2 separate regions of the Sus scrofa genome follow, and region 2 is linked to region 1. A link is a contact called in public Hi-C data. All regions are on one chromosome and are shown on one strand. Each heading gives the region's core, a stretch centred on a gene start, on an enhancer-like site or on the middle of the called end of the contact. The rest is flanking DNA. Distances are from core to core; before and after follow the strand shown. Region 1 has its middle 49 kb from the start of TNRC6C. Region 2 has its middle 29 kb from the start of SEPT9.

The links. A called contact is a pair of places that touch in the nucleus more often than the background predicts.
Region 2: a Hi-C map of embryonic fibroblasts shows a contact between it and region 1, with 2.0 times the contacts expected there. The contact joins two enhancer-like sites. A contact is called at or near these places in 3 of 47 Hi-C or Micro-C datasets (embryonic fibroblasts, fetal skeletal muscle and omental adipose tissue) and 1 of 2 datasets of contacts at active chromatin or transcription factors (skeletal muscle).

What each region holds. Positions count from the first base shown.
Region 1 is chr12:3,985,979-3,990,289 of Sscrofa11.1, forward strand. No RefSeq gene overlaps it. Among named protein-coding and RNA genes, the nearest start is that of TNRC6C, 49 kb to the left of the region's middle. Within about 2 kb of position 2,438, at least 73 of the 83 cell types and tissues checked have an H3K27ac peak or open chromatin away from gene starts, as enhancers often do. A contact at or near this core is called in embryonic fibroblasts, omental adipose tissue and skeletal muscle, where this site is marked.
Region 2 is chr12:4,374,501-4,378,811 of Sscrofa11.1, forward strand. No RefSeq gene overlaps it. Among named protein-coding and RNA genes, the nearest start is that of SEPT9, 29 kb to the left of the region's middle. Within about 2 kb of position 2,066, at least 37 of the 83 cell types and tissues checked have an H3K27ac peak or open chromatin away from gene starts, as enhancers often do. A contact at or near this core is called in embryonic fibroblasts, omental adipose tissue and skeletal muscle, where this site is marked.

The sequences.
Region 1 (4,311 bases), core at 1,188-3,687:
TGAAGAAATTATTGTGTCATTATAATTTAACTCAACCAATACTTTTACTATTACCACATTCCGGGCAATTGCTTTCTCATGATCCAATGTGCAAAAGAAAGACAGACTCTAAGAACCTCTATTCTTGTGAAAATACAAATACTAAAAACTTTCTGTAGGAAAAAAAAAAAAAAAAGACCTTTCAGTAGAGGTAATCAAGGTAAAACCGATTCCGGCCAGTATCATCTTCTGTAAATACCAAGACTAAAACGAATTTGAATAGTACAACTGGGCTAGTCGTTTTTAACATCTCATTTTGCACCATTTCCCCCAACAAAGCATCCTAGGAGTGCCGCACTGAAAGGTGTCCAGAGACCGTCATCACGTCTGTGGTTCTGAAATGGTGTAAATGTCTTCAAGGTGCCCCCCCGCCAACCAAGTTCATCTGGCCTTGGGCTAAGTTCTATCCTTCATTCTTTCACATAGTACAGACAAGTCTGGAATCTATGCATATAATTGTCACACTCCCTACACATTTCAGAGTGGCCGCCACTGTCCTCTGAGATTACTCAAGCCACATTTCCAGAGCCTCAACTCATCCCCACAGTTACTCAGTTCTAAATGTAGGAAATAACTTGCATAAAACAAGTCTTCTGCGGGGTCAAATTACGTTCAGAGACGCAGCGGCCTCTCCACCGTGATCGTCATACACTGTCCACCTACGCGGGCCGCACACAGCGGAGGGAACGCCGGATACAGGAGAAAACCCGAACCTCCCCAGCACAATGGAGCAAATCAGCCAGACGCCTCCAATCTGCAAGTCCTTGGCAACGTCAAGTTGGGCATCTCCAGAGCACCATTTTGCGTTCAGAGCCTGCAGGTCATGCCTAGACAGAACCGAGCAGACCACTCAAATGGAGGTTCATCTGACAGAGGCAAGGGTTCCAGGCAGTTCCCCTCTTTTCCTACAGAATCCCCGAGGCTGTGGCGTGCCTGCCACCGCAGGAGGAGCAGCCAGGACCTCCGGCTCCTCCTCCCCCGCCCGCGAGGTCGAGGCAGCGATCCTGCATCTTCCGTGAGATTCCCAAAGCTCCGAGCGACCTGCAGCGAACCGCTCGGCTCTCCGCCCGGTGAACGCGCAGGGAACCCTGCATCTGCATCTGCACGTTAATAGGCACCAACCTATTAACAACTCTCATCCACCAGGCCAAGGTGCAGACGAGGCGCCGCTCGAGCGGAGGTGGCCCAGAGGCGCTCGGGTTCCGTGCTCCGAGAGCCAGGCGACTGCGGCTCGGCTCGCGTTCCTCGTGAGCATCGCCGCGCAGCCTGCAGCACGGCGAGCAGCCCACCTGATTCCAGACCCGCGGGAGGCCGAGGGGCCCTGCCGCGCTCGCCCGAGCACGCCCGCGTTTGCTCTCCCCCAAACAAGGGCGCGGGAGGCCCCACACCGAAAACGCTGGGTTCGTGCATGCCTTCAGAAATGCAACACCCGCGGATGCGTGCTCGGGGAAAGCCACTTCCACCAACCGCATCGGCTGCACACACCACACACGCAACCGCCCGGTCGCCGCGCCGACCGTTCCGACCGCGCCGGGCCCGGCGAACCTCTCCCCGCGCGCGCACGCACCGGGCCCCGCGCCGCAGGCGGCTCCTCCCGCCGCCCCGCGCCGCGCACCCTTCCCGCCGGGACCCGCGACCCCTCGCGCTCCGGGCCGGCCGAACAAAGGCGACGCCAACAGCTCGGCCGGCTGAGGCGGTCGGAGGCCCTGCCCGCGCTCACCTGGGCTCCGTCCCCGGCAGCGGCGGCGGCTCCTCGGCGGGGCTCCGGCGGCGCGGGCCTGGCGGCGGCGGCGACAACCACTCGGGCGGCCGCCCCGGGGCCTGCGGGGCGCTCGGGCGGCGGGGGCCCGCTCAACGCCGGCGCCGCGGGCTCAGGTCCCGGTGCGGGCGGCGGCGGCGGCGCAGGCGGGTGGGCGGCGACGCGTCCCGGTGGGTCCAGGTCCGGCCCCGGCGACGCCGCAGCGCGCCCTCCTCCTCGCGCCCGCGGGCGGGACGGCGGCTCCGGCGCGGCCCGGGATCCGAGGAGGCGGCGGCGGCGGCGCTCGGCGCTCTGCGCTCGGCCGGCTCCGCTCCCTCCGCCTCCGGCTCCGGCGGGCCCGCAGCGGCGGCGGCAGGAACGAGGCGAGCGCGGGGACGGCCCTGTCAGGGGCGGTGGGGGCGGCCGGGGCGGCGCTCAGGGCTGCGGGGCGGCGGGGCCGGCGGCGGCGGCTGGGCTCCCGGGGCCGTCGCGCTGAGGTGCGGAGCTGCCACCGCGGCCATCTTGTTGCTCTAACTGACAAGAACCCCCCCTCCCCCCGCTCCAGCCAGACGGGGCGCTCGCGCCCCCTTCCCCGCCCCGCGTTGGCCTCCAACAGGAAGTCGTCCCAGCCCCTGGCACGTGACTCCGCCGTATCTGCATACCGGAGGGGCAACTGGCCAATCGGCACTCTGAACCTGAGCTCCGCCCCCGCGCGCCCCTCCCAGGCCCATTGGCTGGTGCCAGCCAGGCCGCGCCCCCTTCTTCCCCCTTAATACCCGCCTGAGCTGTGGTTCCCTAGACCGCGCTGGGAGCGCGCCGGGGTTCGCATGTGTGCGCGCCTCGCCTGCCTGGGCGGGTGCGAGTCCTGAAGGCTCGCGCTCCACTTGGGATATGTGGAAACCCTCGCCGCGTCCTTCCTCGTCTTAGGATGTTGCGGTTTCGCCTTAGCGCGCTCCACCGCAAGGCGAGGACCCCGGCCCTGCTCGCCCGCTCGGTTCCCCCAGCCCGCTCCCCGCAACTCGCGAGCCAAGGTTTTGCGCGGTATTTTCACCCGGCGGCGCTGGCCTTCCATGCTGCAGAGCCTGGCGCCCGTCCCCCCCGTGCCCTGCACACGCCTTGCATCTCCCCGCCGTGCACATACACGTACGCGCGCCGGCCAGGCCCGGGAGCATCCTGCTCGCCGCGCGCCTCCCAGACTGCTTCTGCACGCCGCCGCTTTCCCTCCCGCGGGAGCGCCCTGCTGCGAGCCAAACAAGCCTCGCTGCAAAACAGCCCTCCCGAGACAGCCCTTTGCGCCGGAGCGCGAGCATCTCGCCCCCACCGCGCAAACAGCTGTCCGGCTCAACCCTGGGGGCCCGGGGTCTCACACCCCACGGTTCCTTCCCGGCGCTCGGCCCCCGGTAGCGGTCCTCCATTCCGCCGCTCCTCTTCAGTATACGCTAGTCATTAAGCGTAAGGTCTGGAGCGATGTGCACTTTAAGAATCCCTTTTAAACTTTCGGTTCAAGTCACGAGAAGATAGTGAAACCAAGATTTCTCTACATTTTTACGAAGCGTGGTGGAAGCAGGCCAGCTTTCCGCTCAGTGCGGTGGAAGCTCAGCAGTGCTACTTGCAAGTTGTTCGTGTTAGAAGAGGCCATTCCCTGTCTACGTGTCCCCATCTTGAAAAGCAGATAATAACACGCTACTTTCGCAGTGCAATTTTGTTACCGCAAGTGTCATGCTTTGAAACGTCTGCGGATGAAACCTGGCTCTCTTTTCCTTCGAGGTCCCATGAGCTTGGGGCACTCCTTTCTTCTTGCTGCCATATTTTAAGCCCTCTGGTAGTCAGATTCACAAATCAAGCTCTAAAATCGTCTTGGAATGTCTTCTATGCCGGCTATTTTCCCTCCCCAAAACCCACATCACTAAGAAGGATCTGAAGTCATACAGAGCTGACATAGAGGCTTCTGCCTTTCCCATTCAACGTTTACTTACTTTAATTTAATTCTTGACTTTGGAGAAAACAGCATCCTTTGTATTTCTTAAAGGTATCATCCCATGTTCCAGGAGGAAGTGCAAAATAAACTAAAATTCTTCAAAATATGCATCATCCACTAAGTAAATTGCTACATCAGTGAGGAATCCAGGTACCTGGGTGGACCAATCATTGTAATAAGCAGAACTTCACTTTTTGGAAAATTGAACCCCGATTTATTATTTAGTAATGTTTATTATTATTTAAATGTATTTATTTTTAATAAATTACAAATTTTATTATTTAGTATTCGTTCTTGGTATCAAATTTGTAACTGTAACCTCTCAAATTTCTCCGTCTTGCTCACTTTACTGTCGTCATCTCTCAGCTTAAACCAGGCAAGATAATTTTCCTCTCCTATTATCTTGGGCTGTAAACACCAGAAGAAAAGGCAGCATTTATACTGACCATATTTCCTGGCCAAAAATTAGACTCGTGGTTGGGCATGTGAGCCTATAGCAATAGAAAGAATACTTGACATTAGGGCTGATCCATTGTTGAGTCCTATAATGGCCATG
Region 2 (4,311 bases), core at 816-3,315, 390 kb after region 1:
GAGGGAACGCTTTGAGGACGTTGCGAAGAAGAACAGCGACAGCACAGGCAACAAAAGAAAAAACGAACGGTGCTTCATCACAGTTAAAAACTTCCGTGATCCAAGATGACTCTCAGCTGAATGCGAAGGCGACACATAGAATGGGAGAAAATATTTGCAAATCACACATTTGATGAAGAATTCATTTTCAGTATATGTTTTAAAAATTCTGCAACTCAATCACAAACAACCCAATTTAAAAACTGATAAAGGACCTCGGCAGACGTGTCTCCAAAGAAGACAAACAGATGCCAACAGGGGAAGATGGCGCCCAGCATCACCAACCACGAGGGAAACGCTCATCAAAACTGCAATGAGAGGCACTCCCGTGGCGGCGCAGCGGTTAACGAACCCGACTAGGATCCACGAGGACACGGGTTCAATCTCTCACCTCACTCCGTGGGTTATGGATCTGGTGTTAGGTTGCAGACGCAGCTCAGATCTCACGTTGCTGTGGCTGTGGGCAACTCCAATTCAACCTCTAGCCTGGGAACCTCCATATGCCGTGGGTGTGACTTGCATCCCGCCTTGCTGTGGCTGTGGTGTAGGCCGACGGCTACAGCTCCGATTCCACCCCTCGCCTGGGAACCTCCATATGCCGCGGGTGCGGCCCTAAAAAGAGAAAAAAGAGTGTACAACAAGCGATATGGGAAGAGAATCTGAAATGGAATGGATGTGTGTGTGTGTGTATACATATATACACATAGTTGTGTTGTATATACAATACAACGGATTTATACATATTAACTACGTATATTATACAGTGTACAGAGTATAATACACACGCCATAGACGTTGTATTCTGTGTGTATTATACAACTGATCTGCTTTGCTGTACTCCTAAAACTAACACAACTTGGTTAAGTCAACTATACGCCAATCTTTTTTTTTTAAATGACAAGGCACCAGCAACAGTGCCCTTAGCAGGCGGGCTGAGGCAGGTGCCATAGCTGTCCGTCCTAGGTCCACTCCATCCCAGGGCCTGCCCTGGCCTCCCCTCCCCCCGCAGTGGTTACGCCAGGGGGACAAGGGCAGCTCCAGGCAAGAAGGTGCACGGGAGGGGAGCAGGCGGGCCCCCAGAATCCATGTGGACTGCGCTTCCCACGGCTCACCAGGGGTTGGCGACCAGAGTGGACAAAGGCTAGCGGCCGGAGAGGGACAGTGGGAGGTCTTGGGACACAGACTCAGCCTGTGCATCCAGGATGCATGGGGACTGGAGGGGGTTGAATGGAGCTCCCCCACCCCACAAATTCATGTCCACTGGAATCTGTGGACGTGATTCTATTTGGAAAAAGAGTCCGCAGGTGTAATTAGGACAAGGACCTTGAGTCTTGGTCATCTTGGATTTTCCGAGCAGGCCCTAAACCCAGGAACAAGTGTCCTTATGAGAGAGAAGCAGCGGGAGATTTAAGACACAGAAGAGGGCTGTGTGACCACAGAGGCGGGGACCGGGCGAGGCACCCGCCAGCCCAGGCTGCCAAGGAGCGCTGGCCGCCACCAGAGGCTGGGAGGGTGGCCTGGAGAGGGTGCTCCCCAGGGGCCTCGCGAGGAACCAACCCTGAGGGCACCTTGATTTTGGACCTCTGGCCTCCAGAGCTGGGAGAGAACCAACTGCTGTTGGTGGAAGCTCCGCAGATCGCAGTACCTGGTTACAGCAACCCCGGAAACCAAGCCCTCGCCAGTCAGAGCAGGAGGAGGAAGAGGGCCAGGAGGGCTTCGGGCCAAGCTTCCCGTCTTAGAGACGAGGCAAGTAGAGCCAGAGAGGGCAACGCAGGTCCGGGAAGCCAGCAACCAGTGTCTGCCCGGCCAAGTGCCTGGGGATCCAGAGACAAGAGGGGACAGCAGAGCGGCACACCTCCCGCGGTGGGGGCTGTCCAGCTCCCTGCCCTCCCATGTGCATGACACAGGACCCCCCGGAGCAGAACAGGGTGCCAGCTCTCTCCCCCTGGGCGAGCCAAGGGCAGACGTCCAGTGACAGTGCGGCCTGGAGCTCCCAGGCCAACCTTCATGACCAAGCGGAGAAGCGTCCACATTCTCTGCTGACGACTCACCGCGCGGCCGTTCCCAACTCCCCCTCTCCACCCCACGGCCCAGCTGAGCTAAGTCACAGCCTCCCAGTGGAAAGTTCCCTTCCTGGAGAATCTCCCTGCTGAAATACAAGCGCTTGGAACAAGATAAAACTGCTTGATTTGGAAAAGCCACAAAGCCAGTCCAGAACAAGGAAAAACGTCGACCCTGGGCTGGAAGGAGCGGCCTGTGTCTCAGCGGCCAGTCACTGCTCTGTGACTCATCCTGGCCCTGCTGACAAGCCCGCCGGCATCTTCCCAGGGCAAGGCTGCAGCCCCAGAGGGCTGGAGGGGGCCTGGCGGCAGAGAGGACTCAGGCCCCCTGGTCCCAAACCAGGCCAGAGCCAGGCGCTCCCGAGAGAAGGAGGAGAGAGAAGATCTGAGGTCCCCTGAGGCCACCTGCACCTGCCCAAGCCCCTCGCCACCAGCCCCTCCTGGACAGGGCTGGGCAGCAGCCAAAAGCCAGCCAGACACACCTTAAATGCCAGCCCGGGGAAGCATGAGCAGTGACGGCTGATTCTGGAAATTGGCGGGTGGGGCATCTGGCCGGACGGGCCCCCACCCTGAAACACACAGGCCAGGCCTCCCGGCCCCAGCCCCACCTCCTCCACCTGGTGTGCGCTTGGGAGACACGGCCGGGGCCGCACTGGCCGCACTGATCCAACGCCCTCCCTTCTCCGGCCACAGAGGGACTTGCCGGAGCTCCCAGCAGGGACAAGGTGCACCTCGCTTCCCCCGAGAGGCTTGAGCTCTGACTTAGAAGTGAAGACCAAAGTCAAGGAACATGGGGAGCCCCCTGGGGGGAGGGGCTCTCCTTTTCATTCATATCTGGAACCAGCTTTTAACGGAGCTTTGAAAGAAATAAGTATTTTTTTTAATGAAAACACATCCAGATGAGGAGTTCATGGAAAGCACCACCAGCTCGTCCTCAGGCACAGCCTAGGAGAAGGTGCCCGCGTCCTGCACGCTGTGCTGTCCTCGGCCGAGGGCACCATGCTCGGCACGGCTGTGACGGCGCAGAGACGACCGTTTGTCTGGTGCATGAAAAACGCCAGAGTTCGTTCCGCCCGGGAGGTGCCAGGACGTTGCCGTCACTTCTGACTCCCGAGGGACCCCTCCCAGCCTTGCGCCTCCGCTCTCTGGTGCCCGGGTGGTCACCCAGCTGGGCTTTGGCTCGGTCATCTGAGAAATGAAGGCTGGGCCAGAGGCCCCTGCCAGCCAGGCCAGTGGAGTGACCATCCTCCCAGGGCCCTGCCCTGCCGCCCTGCCAGGCAGAGCACAGGGAACCCTGGCCCCACGCGCCATCCATGCCAGCTGGCCCACGACACTGGGCGCAAACAGAAACAAGATGTGCTTTCGCCAGCCGTGCCTTCTGCTGTTCTCCACAGCTGCCCCACCTCTGGTGGCCAGTCTCAGTGCCCATTTGTGTGTGCCTAGCAGCATGGCATGGGCACACACACTGCCCTCCCCCCGCCCCGGGCTGCCGCCTCCGCCCTGACATCTCACTGGCTTCTGACCAGGCCCTGGAGCCGCAAGCAAGGGGTCGTCTTCGGAGGAGCCCCTGAGATGCGTGCGCCTTCCCTCTGGCCCCTTGGGGGCCCCCCACCAACTTGCATGGCGGCAAACAACAGACGGGCCAACGGCACTGGTGGGGTGACAGTCTTATCTTTCTTATCCTCACTATGACCCAGGGGTCAGCTCGGAACAGCTGAAGTCCAGAGGCTTACGCCCCAGGATGTCTCAGGCCAGCTCGGGGCACCCCAGCACCTGGCTCAAGGGGCGAGCTGTGAGCGGCAGGCCCTGGAATGACTGGGATTACTCTGTGGTGTCAGATGCCGACGCAGGACGCCACGCCTGGCGGAAGGGTCTGGGCAGGCCGGACCTGGGAAAGAGAGGCTTCGACTGGGGGTGACCTAGGAGGGGCGGCCTCCTTTCTCTCCACTTGTTGCGCCCCCCCCCCCCCACCACTGCCTGGATAACTCTGTGCCCGCTCTGTGGGGGCCGCCAACGTGAACCACTTGGCCTAGATCACACCTGGGGCGCGGAGACCAACCCGAGGACCTGGAAATGCCCCCGGAGCAGCCGTCTGCCCTCACTCCTTGCCCCAACATGATATTCAGATGTTTTAAACAGTGATTCTGCCCAGGCTGAGCGGAGCCCACAGCCCAGAGCTTTCTGTCCTAAAGCTCCCCTCGGTGGCCGTGGT